Linked DNA regions of Sus scrofa: region 1 is linked to region 2. Evidence: chromatin contacts called from public Hi-C data. All regions are on one chromosome and are shown on one strand. The core of a region is the stretch at or near the end of the contact, and the rest is flanking DNA. Distances in the headings are between cores, read along the strand shown.

Evidence for each region. A called contact is a pair of places that touch in the nucleus more often than the background predicts.
Region 1: a contact with region 2 is called in a Hi-C map of liver, with 2.8 times the contacts expected there. The contact joins the promoter of RAD51 here to the enhancer-like site in region 2. A contact is called at or near these places in 1 of 5 promoter capture datasets (fetal liver) and 3 of 47 Hi-C or Micro-C datasets (fetal liver, liver and skeletal muscle).

What each region holds. Positions count from the first base shown.
Region 1 is chr1:130,636,457-130,643,163 of Sscrofa11.1, forward strand. It overlaps RAD51 (RAD51 recombinase), which reads right to left and starts at 3,652. Exons shown (of 10, transcript NM_001123181.1): 1 at 3,422-3,652.
Region 2 is chr1:130,544,109-130,551,223 of Sscrofa11.1, forward strand. DNAJC17 (dnaJ homolog subfamily C member 17) reads left to right here. Exons shown (of 11, transcript XM_001929383.4): 2 at 4,715-4,784; 3 at 5,067-5,125; 4 at 5,350-5,437; 5 at 7,109-7,115. Among named protein-coding and RNA genes, the nearest start is that of C1H15orf62, 12 kb to the right of the region's middle. Within about 2 kb of position 5,288, at least 6 of the 83 cell types and tissues checked have an H3K27ac peak or open chromatin away from gene starts, as enhancers often do. A contact at or near this core is called in fetal liver and liver, where this site is marked.

The DNA of each region.
Region 1 (6,707 bases), core at 2,402-4,901, 91 kb after region 2:
TAGAGAAACAATGGATTGAAATGAGAGAAGTACTTCCCATCTTAGACAAGGATCATAGCTTGTAGTCACACATTTTGCTTCTAATAGACATGGATGAAATTTATTTATATATTTAGTCTTTTTAGGGCCACACTTGCAGCATATGAAGTCCTCAAGCCAGCGGTCAAATCGGAGCTGTAGCCACTGGCCTACACCATAGCCACAGCAACGCTAGATCCAAGCCACAACTGCAACCTACATCACAGCTCACAGCAACGCCAGATCCTTAACCCACTGAGAGGGGCCAGGGATCAAACTCACATCCTCATGGATACTAGTCAGGTTCATTACCGCTGAGCCACGACAGGAACTCTGAAATTTTTTTTTAAATATTTATTTTTTAACTCAATGAATTTTATTACATTTATAGTTGTACAACAATCATCACAATCCAAATTTTTTTTCTTTTTAGGGCCACACCTGAGGCTAATGCAAATTCCCAGGCTAGGGACTGAATCTGAGCTGCAGCTGCCAGTCAACACAACACCCACAGCAAGGTGGGTTCCAAGCTGCATCTTCAACCTAAACCACATTTTGTGGCAACACCAGGTCCTTAACCCACTGAGGGAGTCCAGGGATCAAACATCCTCACAGATACTATGTTGGGTTCTTAAGCCACTGAGCTACAACAGGAACTCCCAGACATGAATGAAAATGAAAGATCACTAGTTTAATCAATTCTAGACCTCATTGAATGCACAAATGAGTAAGTAATATGCAGGTATCCTACTCATTTTGAAATATTCCATAAGTGTAAGGGGTATACGAAAAGTCAGATTAATATGATAAGAGTTAAGATTGCTCAGTTTGAAAAGAACGGAGAACAAAAAAATGTTAAATATCTTCTTGAGGTATTGTAAAAGCAAACAAGTATTGATGTCCACAAGAATAAATGGACTCAAATCACACCACAACAAGCTGGACAATTTAACAATAGGATAAATTTAACTCAAAAGAAAACAGACAAGAGTTCCTGCTGTGGCATAACAGGTTAAGGACCTGGAGTTGCCACAGCTGTGGCACAGGACACAGCTGTGCCTGGGATTCAATCCATAGCCCAGAAACTTCCATATGCCACAGGTGCGGGAAAGAAAGAGAGAAAGAGGGAAAGAGAGAAAAAAAGAAAGAAAAGAGAAAAGGAAAATAAATCTCCATTCTTGGACTTGAAAGATGACATTTGTTCTTGAGTATTTCAAGTACAGCTCTTAGACTGAGGATTTAGCATAATGTGATCTATAATTCCAAATATCAGGATCACCTGAATGCAATTTAAATATCTCCCTTTGTAATTTATGAAAAAGGTGGCTTGAACTGCACACGTAAAGCAATAATCAAAAAGGAAAAGACTGGAAAATTAGACTATATTTAAACTTAGAACTCCTGTTCATCAAAATACACCACTGAAAGAATGAAAAATGCGAGGAGAAAATATTTACCACAAAAATAAACTGTTATACTTACCACAATTATGAATATAAAGGGCTGATAACCAGAATACATAGAGAATTCTTTCAAATCAATAAGAAAGACAACCCAGTAGAAAAATAGGCAAGAGATGTGAACAAGCACTTCATAACAGAAGATACCCCAGTGGCTAATAAACCTATCAACAAATGCTCAACTTCATTAATCAAGAAAATTAAAATTAAAACCATTATATAATAGCTAAAATTTAAAAGACTGACAATGTTAGCCAATGTGTAGGATAACTAAACACTCATTCACCGCTGGTTTAAGTGTAAATTAGACCACTTTAGAAAACTAGTATTAAATATGGAAGGTGAAAATAGACAAATGCTGGAGTTCCCATCGTGACTCACCTGTTAACAAATCCAACTAGTAACCATGAGGTTGCATGTTCGATCCCTGGCTTTGCTCAGTGGGTTAAGGATCCAGCGTTGCTGTGGCTGTGGCATAGGCTGGTGGCTACAGCTCTGATTGGTAGCCTGGGAACCTCCATATGCTGCAGAAGAGGCCCTAGAAAAGGTAAAAAGACAAAAAAAAAAAAAAAAAGAAAGAAAGAAAAGATAGACAAATGCCATGACCCAGGAATTTCACTACTCTGTGTTATTAACCAACTGCAAACCATACACGTGTGCACCAAAATGTATGTGGGAATGTTCTCCACAACCTTTCTCATAAAAGCTGAGAAGCAGAAAAAAATCCAGATATCTACCACAGGTAAAATGAGTAAGAAATACAATACAGCAACCAGAAAGAACTACTGCCAAATGCAAAGACGTATGAATCTAAAGACAAAATGTTGAGCAAAGCCAGACATGAAAATATACAGTATTACTTACATAAAACTCAAAAACAGGAGGTCCCGTCGTGGCTCAGTGGTTAACGAATCCGACTAGGAACCACGAGGTTGCAGGTTCGATTCCTGGCCTTGCTCAGTGGGTTGGGGAGGCGTTGCTGTGCCTGTGGAGTAGGCTGGCGGCTACAGCTCCGATTCGACCCCTGGCCTGTGAACCTCCATATGCCATGGGTGCAGCCCTGAAAAGACAAAAGACAGAAAAAAAACCCTCAAAAACGGAGAAATTCCCTTATGGTTTAGGAGGTTAAGGATCTGGCGTTGTCCTGCTGTTGGGCGGGTTCCATCACTGTCCTGGGGCTGTCCCTGGTGCGGCCAAAAATCAAAACCAGGCAAAATTAGTCAACGGTGTTAGCCGTCTGTCAACTAGTTAGCTCTCGGGAGAAAGGAGAGTATTAGATAAGGGGGCACAAGGGAGGCTTCCGGGGTGCTGAGAAAAATCTATTTCTGACATGAGTGGTGATTACACAGGTATATATTCGTTTTATAACGATTCATGAAGCTGTATACACTTTCGATCTGTACACTTTTCTATATTACACTTCACTTTAAAGTTTAAGGAAAAAAACAACAAACCTCGCTACAGATCATTCCCTAGGCATCACGTGAAAGGTCTCCCACATCAGACAATTCAAATATCTTTTGGGCAACTGGAGGTGGGTATTTTGTAAGCTAAACTTTGTGTTATGGAAAAGGGACTGACCAGAAATCCGGAAACCCTGGCTCTGGCTTAACAGTTGTGATTTTAAGGCTCTACACTTCTCTGGGTCTTGGCTTCCTGGCCCATGCCCAGAAAGTGGATGTTGGAAGTGAAGGCCTCTAAGTTCCTCCCAGCTCCAAAGACTAGAGTGAGCTGCTATTTTCGCCACAAAGAGCTGCCAGGGTCAGATCTGCCAGGGCACATCCCAGCTCCGCCCCGCCTTCTCCGACTTTCTCAATTGGCGCGGAGGGGCCCGCAAGCCGGCGGCGGGAGCTGGAGCCCGGGGCCTGGGTCCAGTCCGAGTCCGGCTTACCCCTAGCCAAACCCCGCGATGGGAAGGGGCCGGGTCCGCGCCTCACACTCACCTCGGCCTGCAGCGCTACCCGCTCTGGCCGGCTGAGCGTTCCGAACCTCAGTCCGCTGGACCCGCGCGCGCTCGACCCCGGACGGAGTGCAGAGCCCCTCGCAGCGTCCACCTCTCTACTCCCCTGCTCCGGCCTTCGGCACGGAATACACGAAACTTCTCAGCTCCCAGCTGCGCGTCTGAGCTCTCCTCAGACCTCGGTCTCAGGCCGCAGCGCGCGCCGAACCTGCAGCCTTCGGAAATCCCGCCAAATGCTATTGGGCAGGGTCACGTCCGCGTCAACGTAACGTCTCCCCGCCCCTCTCGGATCCGCCTTCCTCCCCTTTGGCCAACGTTCTTGAGACCCAGAGATAGGGCCCAGACCTTGCAGAAGGTTATGGATTTCCCTCTTCTTTTTCCCACAAGGACTAATTCAAAATTTGGAAGTCGCCTCCTTCTTCCTTTTACGAAACCAAGGACTACAACTCCCAAGAGGTAGTGGGTCGGCCCCAAACTACGTCTCCCAGTGTGCACTGCGGGCGGGCTCCTCAGCCCCTCTGGGAAATACGTAGGTTCTTGAGAGCTTTTCTTGATTTGTTAGGTATCTAAGCTGGGGCATTTGGCCCTTCAGATTTCTCAGAGCCCCTGACTCTCCAATTCCAGAGCCAGGCGCTCCCTGGCCCTTGTAGGTGGTGGAGCTGAGGACCCTTGAGTAGATGGATGAAACTGGAACACAGAGCTAGTGAAGGAGAAAGAGGAACACCTGAAATATTAGTCAGGCTGTGGTACTTTACTGGAGATTTGCAGAACTGCAAGGAAGGGAACATTGATTTTGAGACTATAAATCTTACCGTAGTTTGCTAGAAAGTTTATTCCGGTTTTAAAGGGTGAGCAGGGTTTTCCTGGGCGAAGAATAGGAGATGGAGTACAAGTGGATGGAGTAGTATGGGTATGGAAATTAACAACAATAGTCAAGGAATAGCATTCTCTGATGAGGGAAGAAAAGTGTCTTAAGAGATGCTGAGACTGTTAAACTACATTTAGCTCAGGCTATGAAAAGGCTTAAGACCATGATGGAGCTTTGGCTTTATTCCTTAGGTAATGGGGAAATCATTCCAGTTTTTAAGTGGACAAGTCATATGCTTAGATTTTTTTTTTTTTAATAATTGAACCAATGTTTATTGACTACCTACTAAGTGACGGACATTCTGATGTCATTGGGGTTACAATCGCAAACAAGACAATGGGAGTTCCCATTGTGCCTCAGCGGTAACGAACCCAACTAGTATCCCTGAGGACTCAGGTCAGTCTCTGGACCTGCTCAGTGGGTTAAGGATCCAGTGTTGCCCAGCAAGCTGCGGTGTAGGTCACAGGCGGCTGGGATCTAGCGCTGCTGTGGCTGTGGTGTAGGCAGCTCCAATTTGACCCCTAGCCTTGGAACTTCCCTATGCTGCTGGGCAGCCCTAAAAAACAAACAAGACAATTAGACTATACCTGCCTTAATGGGACTGACATTTCAGAGGATACAATCACCTTGCAAGGAAATGCACACTTTCCTTTTTCTTCCCTTCTCTTTGCAAGTTCAGTCCAGCTCGAATTTCAAGTTCATCTCCAAGGCTGCTTCCTGATCTGACCCCTAACCTGGGAACTTCCATATGCCGCCCATGCAGCCGTAAAAAGAAAAACAAACAAACAAAAAAACTGAAAAGGAGTGTTTTCTGACTTAATAATTCTATTTTCAGTATGCTGACTTTGCTTGCCCAGCATCCATTACCCCCCCCACCCCCACCCTTTCTGGTAGGTAAACACTGAATTCCATCCTGTGCCTCAGGCTCAGTTGCTGTGGATCAGGTGGTGCTCCATTCGGGCTCCAGAAGTGCTGCAGAGCACAGTGAATGCTCCTAGACTCAGGATTGCCTAGAACATCAGCGAAATCTAAAGCCACATTGTTTTGTGCTTAACCACATGACCCAAGTTTCTCCAATCAAGAGAGCTTCTCACTGCACGCTGCCTGATTGTTTCTAGAGCCCACATTTAGTGTTAATCCCATTTCAGAAGGTCCTGAGAGGTGACCATATGCCAGGTGCTCTTGTAGTTACTGAGGATGCAGAGGTAAACTATATCCTCACTGTTTTTGGTGGAAATTGAGCATCCGTTCAAGAAGTTTCTTTTGAATCCCATGTGTTTGCTTGGAGCCACACCTGTTGTGTGGGAAGAGTTGCACCCAGCATCTTGGTCTAGGGGAGCTTTGGTCCCTCTTCAATCCCCTGCCCCCCATCTGGCTTGCTTGGGCCTACAGGGGTGGGGAAGTGATTGATCTGCGTGTCCTAAGGGGAATCCTACTTTGATCTATTTTTTTGTTTCCCATCACTACTTTGTATTTATGGAGTGCTTGAAAGTTTGTAGTTTTTTATTTAATCCTCACACCATTACCTTGTGGCATTGAAGGACAGGAGAGTGAGAGTAAAGACAGTAAAAACTGTTAGGAAGCCCTTGCAATATTTCAGGAAAGAAATGAAGGCTTAAGTTAGAGCAAATGACAAAGAGAACAGATTCAGGAAGCATTCTGGAGGTAGAATCAACCTAATATAGAAATTATACATAGTACTTGGAGATAATACTGTACTGCTTTCCATACTAGCAATACAAACCTTCACTTTCCATTTTTCACATACTCTCCTCCTTAGAGCATCTGCAAACTGACAGCTCCTCCTGGCTGAGTGAAGATACATGATTTTGACCTTTCATTAAAGTGAGATTCCTGGGGTTCCTGTTGTGGCTCAGGGGTAATGAATCCAACTAGGATCCATGAGGATGTGGGTTTGATCCCTGGCCCTGCTCAGTGGGTTAAGGATCCAGCATTGCTGTGAGCTGTAGTGTAGGTCACAGACATGGCTCGGATCTGGTGTTGCTGTGGCTGTGGTGTAGGCCTGCAGCTACAGCTCTGATTGGACCCCTAGCCTGGGAATCTCCATATGCTTCAGGTGAGGCCCTAAAAAGACAAAAAATAAATAAAATAAAATAAAATAAAATTCCTGTGGCTGTGGGGATGTCAAACCAGAGAAGCTCCATCAATAGATGATTAAGAAATTGAGAAACTAAGTAGAGGAGAGTCTAAGATGGAAACAGTTTTGAAGTCTGACTGCTTTCCAGGTCTGTGAGATAACCCTATGTTCTGATGATCTCCCTTTTTTTTTTTCTGCTTAAACAAATTTGAGTAGTTTTATGTTTCTTTCCTCTTTCTTTTCCAACTCACTAAGAAGTTGGAAATGAGACAAAATAGACTTCTCACCAACAGTTAAATTAGC
Region 2 (7,115 bases), core at 4,038-6,537:
CCGATCTTTAACCCACTGAGTGAAGCCAGGGATCGAACCCATAACCTCATGGTTCCTAGTTGGATTTGTTTCTGCTGTGCCACATGGAAGCTCCTACCCTGAAGTTTTGATATAGGAGTCTCTATATATACAAGATTGTTTTAAGTTGTTGGTCTCTTAATTGTAGGTGCATGTCCAGTGTCCTTCATTTGTACCCTCCTCATCTCAAGATTTCTGATTTTGGTAGCTTATTTGTGTGTGCACGATTTCTACTTTTACTATATGTATGCCTTTACTGGTGAGCCTTGTCATTTGTAGTATTTTTGTTTCAAGTTGTGGCCTTTTCTTTTCCACCTAGAGAAGTTCCTTTAGTATTTGTCATAAAGCTGGTTTAGTGGTTTAGCTTTTGCTTGCCTGTAAAGCTTTTGATTTCTCCTTCAAATCTGAATGAGAACCTTGCTGGGTAGAGTAATCTTGGTTAGAGGTTTTTTTCATCACTTTAGGTATATCATGCCACTCACTTGTGGCCTTCAGGGTTTCTACTGAAAAATCAGTCAGTAACCTTATCAGGGTTCCCTTGTATGTTATTTATTTCTTTTCCCTAGATGCTTTCAATATTTTCTCTTTGTCTTTGGTGAGTTTGATTCATATGTGTCTTGGGGTGTTCTTCCATGAGTTTATTTTATATGGTACTCATTGTGCTTCTTGGATTTAAGTGAGTGATTGCTTTCCCATATTAGGGAAGTTTTTGGCTGTTATCTCTAAACGTATCTTCTCTAACCCTTTTTCTCTCTCTTCTCCTTCTGGCACCCCTATAAAATGGATTTTTTTTTTTTTGCATTTAACATTGTCTCAGAGTTCTCTTAGACTGTCTTTGTTTCTTTTCATCTTCTTTTCTGTTCCCCATCAGTGATTTCCACTAGTCTGTCTTCCACTTCACTTATTCATTCTTCTGCCTTCTGTATTCTTGCTGTTGTTTGCTTCTAATCAATTTTTTTATGGTATTTTGCATCTCTGCTTGCTTAATCCTTAAATCTTGTATTTCTTTGCTCATTGTTTTTTGTAATTTATCAATCTTTGCCTCCAGTTTATTTCCAAGGTCTTGAATCATCTTCACTATCATCAATCTAAAGTCTTTTTCATGGAGTTTGATAATCTCCATTCACTTTGCTGTTTTTCTTGGGTTTTTTTCTTGCTCCCTTATCTGAGTCATAATTCTCTGCCTTTTTATTTTGTTTAGCTTTTTGGTGTGGTCTCCTTTTTGCAGCCAATAGGGTTGTAGCCTCTCTTGCTTCTGATGTCCCCCTCCTTGTGGCTGAAGTTGGTACAGGTGCTTGCTGCAGGCTTCCTGATGGGAGGGACTGGTGCCTGCCCACTGGTGGGTGGAGCTGATTCTTATCCCTCTGGTGGGTGGGGCTCTGTCTCTGGGTGAAGGCCCAGGTTGTGTGCCTGGGGGTTCTTTAGGCAATATGGTTACTGATGGGTAGGGCTGTGATCCCACCTGGATAATTGTTTGGCCTGGGGCTTCTCAGCCCTGATGGATAGGACCAGATTTTTCCAAAATGGCCACATCTAAAGGAACACATGCTCATTATTATTCCCCAGACCTTTGCCTCCAGTGTCCTTCCCCCACAGTGAGCCAGTCACCCCATTTTCCCACAAGCTCCTCCAAGAACTGCAGTCAAGTCTGACCCAGATTCCTATTGAGTCTCTGCTATGCCCTGGGACCCAGTGCACATGAAAGCCTGTGTACACCCTTCAAGAATTCATTCTCAGAGTTCCCGTCGTGGCGCAGTGGTTAACGAATCTGACTAGGAACCATGAGGTTGCGGGTTCGGTCCCTGCCCTTGCTCAGTGGGTTAACGATCCGGCGTTGCCGTGAGCTGTGGTGTAGGTTGCAGACTCGGCTCGGATCCTGCGTTGCTGTGGCTCTGGTGTAGGCCGGGGACTACAGCTCCGATTCGACCCCTAGCCTGGGAACCTCCATATGCCGCAGGAGCGGCCCAAAGAAATAGGAAAAAGACAAAAAAAAAAAAAAAAAAAAAGAATTCATTCTCTGTTTCCCCCAGTCCTATGGAGCTCCTGCACACATACCCCCTGGCCTTCAATGCCAAATGCCCTGGGGGCTCCTCCTCCCAATGCCAGATCCCCAGGCAGGGAACCTGATGTGGGGCTCAGAACTCTCACTCCTGTGGGTAAATCTCTGTGATGCAGTTACATTCCAGTTCATGGGCTGCCCACCCAGCAGGTATGGGGTTGCTTATATCGTGTAATCTTGATGTGGCCTCCTTTTTGTCTTTTGAAGTAGGTTATCTTTTTTGATAGTTTGCAGTCTATTTGGTTGAAGGTTGTTCAGCAGTTGGTTTTCATTTTTTTTGCTTTTATGAGAGAAGGTGAGCTTCATTCCTTCTACTCTGCCATCTTAATCCTGTCTTCACCTTGTAATTTTTTCTAATAGGATCTTAAAACACAGACTATTCAGCCCCCTATGCCTTTAAAGACTGATTTGAGGGAGTTCCTGTCGTGGTGCAGTGGTTAACGAATCCGACTAGGAACCACGAGGTGGCAGGTTCGATCCCTGGCCTCACTCACCGGGTTAAGGATCCGGTGTTGCTGTGAGCTGTGGTGTAGGTCTCAGATGCTGCTCAGATCCCGCGTTGCTGTGGCTGTGGTGTAGGCTGGCAGCTGCAGCTCCAATTCGACCTCCTAGCCTGGGACCTCCATATGCCACAGGTGTGGCGCTAAAAAGCAAAAAAAAAAAAAAAAAAAAAAAAGACTGTGTATAAAACTATCACCTCTTGTTTCCTTATTTTTATTTTTTAAATAGTGGAAACAGAGATAGATTTTGTTATTGTCGTCATTACTTTTTAATGGTGAAGGCCTAAGTTGGGGTGGGGGGTGAACACAGGTGGGCCTTTGGAAGGTCTACGCCCTCTATGCCCTCTCTGCTCAAAGCCTGTCCTGGGAGTGGTTCCTGCTTCCAGGCTCAGCCGGGAGAGCTAGAAAGGCTTGGTTGGCCTCGCCAAGGTGAAAGTGTGGTGCTAGCTTTGGCCCACCAGATGGCAGCACAACCCCAGCGGTCCCGGGCTCTGTAGGTGGGAATGGAGTTAAGCATCTGCCCACAGGCCCTCCCCTGGAGGTGCTAGCTGCTTGCCTCTGAAGACCCTTACTTAGCACACTGGTTTCCTCCCGGAAGCTTGCAAAGTCCGCTTAGCTACTGGTAGACGTTCTGAGTCTAGGGGCTCCTCCTCCCAAGAGGTTTGAACAGTAGGGAAGGTGTACAGGTAGAAGTGAGGGCAAGGCCTCTGGAAGCAAAGAGCAGATTCTGGGATTTTGTGCTCTGCTGTCCCTTATGAGTGGAGAATATATAAAAGAGAATCATGTAGCTATGTTTGTTTATATTTACTAATATCAGAAATAGTACCTAGAAGTTCCCTAATGGCCTAGTGGTTAAGTATCCAGTGTTGTCACTATTGTAGCTTGGGTCACTGCTGTGGCACAGGTTCAGTCCTTGGCCCAGGAATTTCCACATGCCATGGATGTGGCCAAAAAAAGAAAAACCAACTTTTTTTCTTTTTCATACAGAGAAGTGCAAATATAAAAATAAAAATGGACCGTAGCCTCCCCATCATGATAACCTCTGTTATCCAAAAAAGATAATAAAGTAAGAATTGTTTAAGGTTTGAAAATTTGAAGCTCAGGAAAGTATAAATTGAGAAGTAAGAGTTCCTGCTGTGGCATAGGATCTGGTGTTGTCTCTGTGGTAGCATGGGTTTGATTGACATACACCATTGTGTTAGTTTCAGGTGTACAACATAATGATTTGCTATTTGTTTCTTTTTTTTTTTCTTTCTTTCTTTTGTGGCCTCACTGCATTATGTGGAATTCCTGAGCCAGGATCAGATCTGAGCCCCAACTGTGACCCAAGCCACAGCTGTGGCAACACCAGATCCCTAAACCACTGTGCTGGGCTGGGGATCGAACTCACATCCCAGTACTCCCAAGATGCCAAGTAGGAGTTCCCACTGTGGCTCAGTGGGTTAAGGATCTGGCATTGTCTCTGTGGTGGCTCGGGTTCAATTGACATATACCATTGTGTTAAAGATGTACAACATAATGATTTGCTACTTGTCACCATCTGTATTTACAGTTTTTTTCCTTGTGACAAGGACTTGAAGATCTTCCTAGTCAGCACATACAGACTTCGTCTATGAATTTTTTTTTGCAGGTCTCCCTATTGTCAGAGATTTTGGTTGGCTCTACTTGAGAGCTAATATAGACTGTGTTTTAGTGGACATCCTTGTATATTTATTTTGGCATGCCTCCACAAGTCCAAATTCCAGAAAAAGTCAAAGGAAAAGTACATTTAAAATTTTATTGGCTAAATTTTGCTCCAGAAAGATTGCCCCAGTTTACATTCCATTACACCGAGTGCAGGAGAGTGCCTGTTTCCAGGTGACTGGAGGGAAACCTGCCCCTGCCAGGAGCCCACGGTAGTGAGGTAGGGGACCCAGCAGGAAGCAGGTCTGCCCCTCTGCCACAGTGCTGGCTCCCTCCACCACCTTTGCCTCTGCTGCAGATCTTCTCTGTGGTTGTGAGGTGATGTTTCAGTGTGGCAGCCTTTCTTTTAGTGATGGAGAGCAGTCCCTGGATTTCCCTTATCACCTTAGCAACATTTTCTTGTCCGTCCTGGGGTGAATGAACCAAATGAATAACCAAATCTTGACTCTTCCAGGTGAAGAAGGCGTATAGACAGAAGGCCCTCTCCTGCCACCCAGACAAAAATCCGGATAATCCCAGAGCAGGTGAGCCTCTCATAGGCACGGAGAGAAGTAAACCGACCCCCTGGGGTGTGGTGTTGAGTGCACCCTCAGCCTGGCTTTGGGAGCTGGGCCCCGTGGGTGCACTTCACAGGTTAGGGGCACCTGGTCACTTGCTGATGTGCTCACCCTTCCTGGGCTGTTATCTGCTGATGTCTACTTTTCTGGCACCCTGTGGCTTCTTTGAGGTGCTTTTTTAGGGAGCACATCATCACCAAGTCTAACTTGACTTTTCTCCTTTCTCTTTTTTTTGATCCCTATGTTTAGCTGAACTCTTCCACCAGCTTTCTCAGGCCTTGGAGGTACTGACCGATGCTGCTGCCAGGGTAAGTGCATCCTCTTCCATATGAATTGTCCTTGAATTTAGAGACCACTGTGTGCTTTATCCTCTAGACCCAGCTGTGCAGTAAGGTCCTTGTTGTCCCAGCCTGGAGACCCGGTCACCAGGCTGCCAGCTGACGACTCTGGGGCTGATAACAAGGCCTGGGAGATGGCCAGCTCTGTGTGGGTTCCCGGCTGACACCTCCCCTCTGCTCGTTTCTCCTGCCAGGCTGCATATGACAAGGTCAGGAAAGCCAAGAAGCAGGCAGCAGAGAGGACCCAGAAACTTGATGAAAGAAGGAAGAAAGTGAAGCTTGGTAGGTGATAGCATGGTGCTAGTGGCCTGCGGTTTCCCTGGACCGTTTTCATCCAGTTCCTCCACCTTTCTTCCTGCAGCTTCAGTTCCAGCAACTCAGAGCTCTGTGGCCCTGGCTCTGGGCAGAACCATTTCCTATCTACCTTTAGGGTGGCTCTTAAAGGACAGTTTTAGAAATAATAACAATGACTGGATGTGCTATTAGCTAGGCATTGTGACACATGTTTTACTGCCTCTTTTAATTATCACATCTATCCAAGGAGCTGGGTGTTATGAAACCCCACCCCCTTTTTTTTTTTTAGGGCTGCACCTGCAGCATATGGAAGTTCCCAGGCTAGGTGTTGAGTTGGATCTGCAGTTGCTGGCCTATGCTACAGCCATAGCAACTCAGAATCTGAGCCACATCTGTGACCTATGCCACAGCTCCCAGCAACACTGGATCCTTAACCCACTGAGAGAGGCCAGGGATTGAACCTACATCCTTATGGATACTAGTCAGGATCCCACAGAGGCACAACAGGAACTCTTTGAAACCCATTTTTTACAAGAAGCTAAGGCACCAAAAGGATAAGAATTTGCTGGAGCCAGGATTTGAACCTGTACAGCATGGATCCAGTCACTGTCTGTGTTGGCCACGCCCTCTTGGAACTTTTCATTCATAGCAGCTCACTTTGGCACAGAGCTTTCACTCTGAGAAATCCCCTCTGCAGGATCCAAAGAGATCTGGGCATTCATCTTTTAAAAAATAGCTTTATTGATGTACATTCTGTTTATCTTATCTCCACTAATTTCAAGTGAACAATTCAGTGATTATTAGTAAATTTACCAAATGGTGCAACTGTAATTGGAAATCAATTTTAGAACATCTTCACTAACCCCATAAGACTGGTCCGGGTATTCTTTATTTGGTTTTTCTCCCCTTTTCCTTGCCTGTTTTGATATCCATATATTTAATATGTATATATACCATCCGAGTACATCCATCAAAAACAACCAAACAAACCTGAAGAGTTTAGGTAAGTAAAGTGAACAGAAAAGAAGGTAGCGAGTCCCAGACCTGAGAGAAGTGTTTGCCCCGGCAGCTGGCCTGGGAGGGGCCACAAGCGGGTTCCTCTTAGAAAGTGGGAAGGGTTCCTGGACCTGAGGTGATGTCCTTGCATGGAGGCTGCTGCCCATAGGAGCAGCTGTAGCCAGGTCCACGGTGAGGCTCTGTTTATGTGAGTTGAAGGGGAGGTGGAAGAGACGGCAGGAACCCGAGCTCAGTGGTGGGAAGAACATGTAAGCAAAAACAAGGTCGCAGGTCAGGCTGCAGTGCCAAACTACAGGAAGAGAAGCCAGCAGCTCCACCCATTGGCAGCTCTGACCCACAGCCCTGGGCTGCTAACAGAAGCACCCACCCATACCTTGTTCACTGATTAGAGAACCAGCTTGGTCATTGTGAGCTGATGTAACTCTCCCAGACCCTGACCACTCAGCTGGAGCCTCTCCTTCCTTGTGATGACTTTTCTCAATGGAAATGAACTCGGGAGCTCATGCGCATGGAGGTGGCAGGCAGGGTTGCTGGGTGGGTTCATCCTGCGTGAGGCTTTGGGAAGCAGCCAGAGCCAGGTGGGCCAGGGACATGTAGAAACTACTTAGACCAGACATCGGGTCATTCCACCCTTGTGCCTAGACTTGGA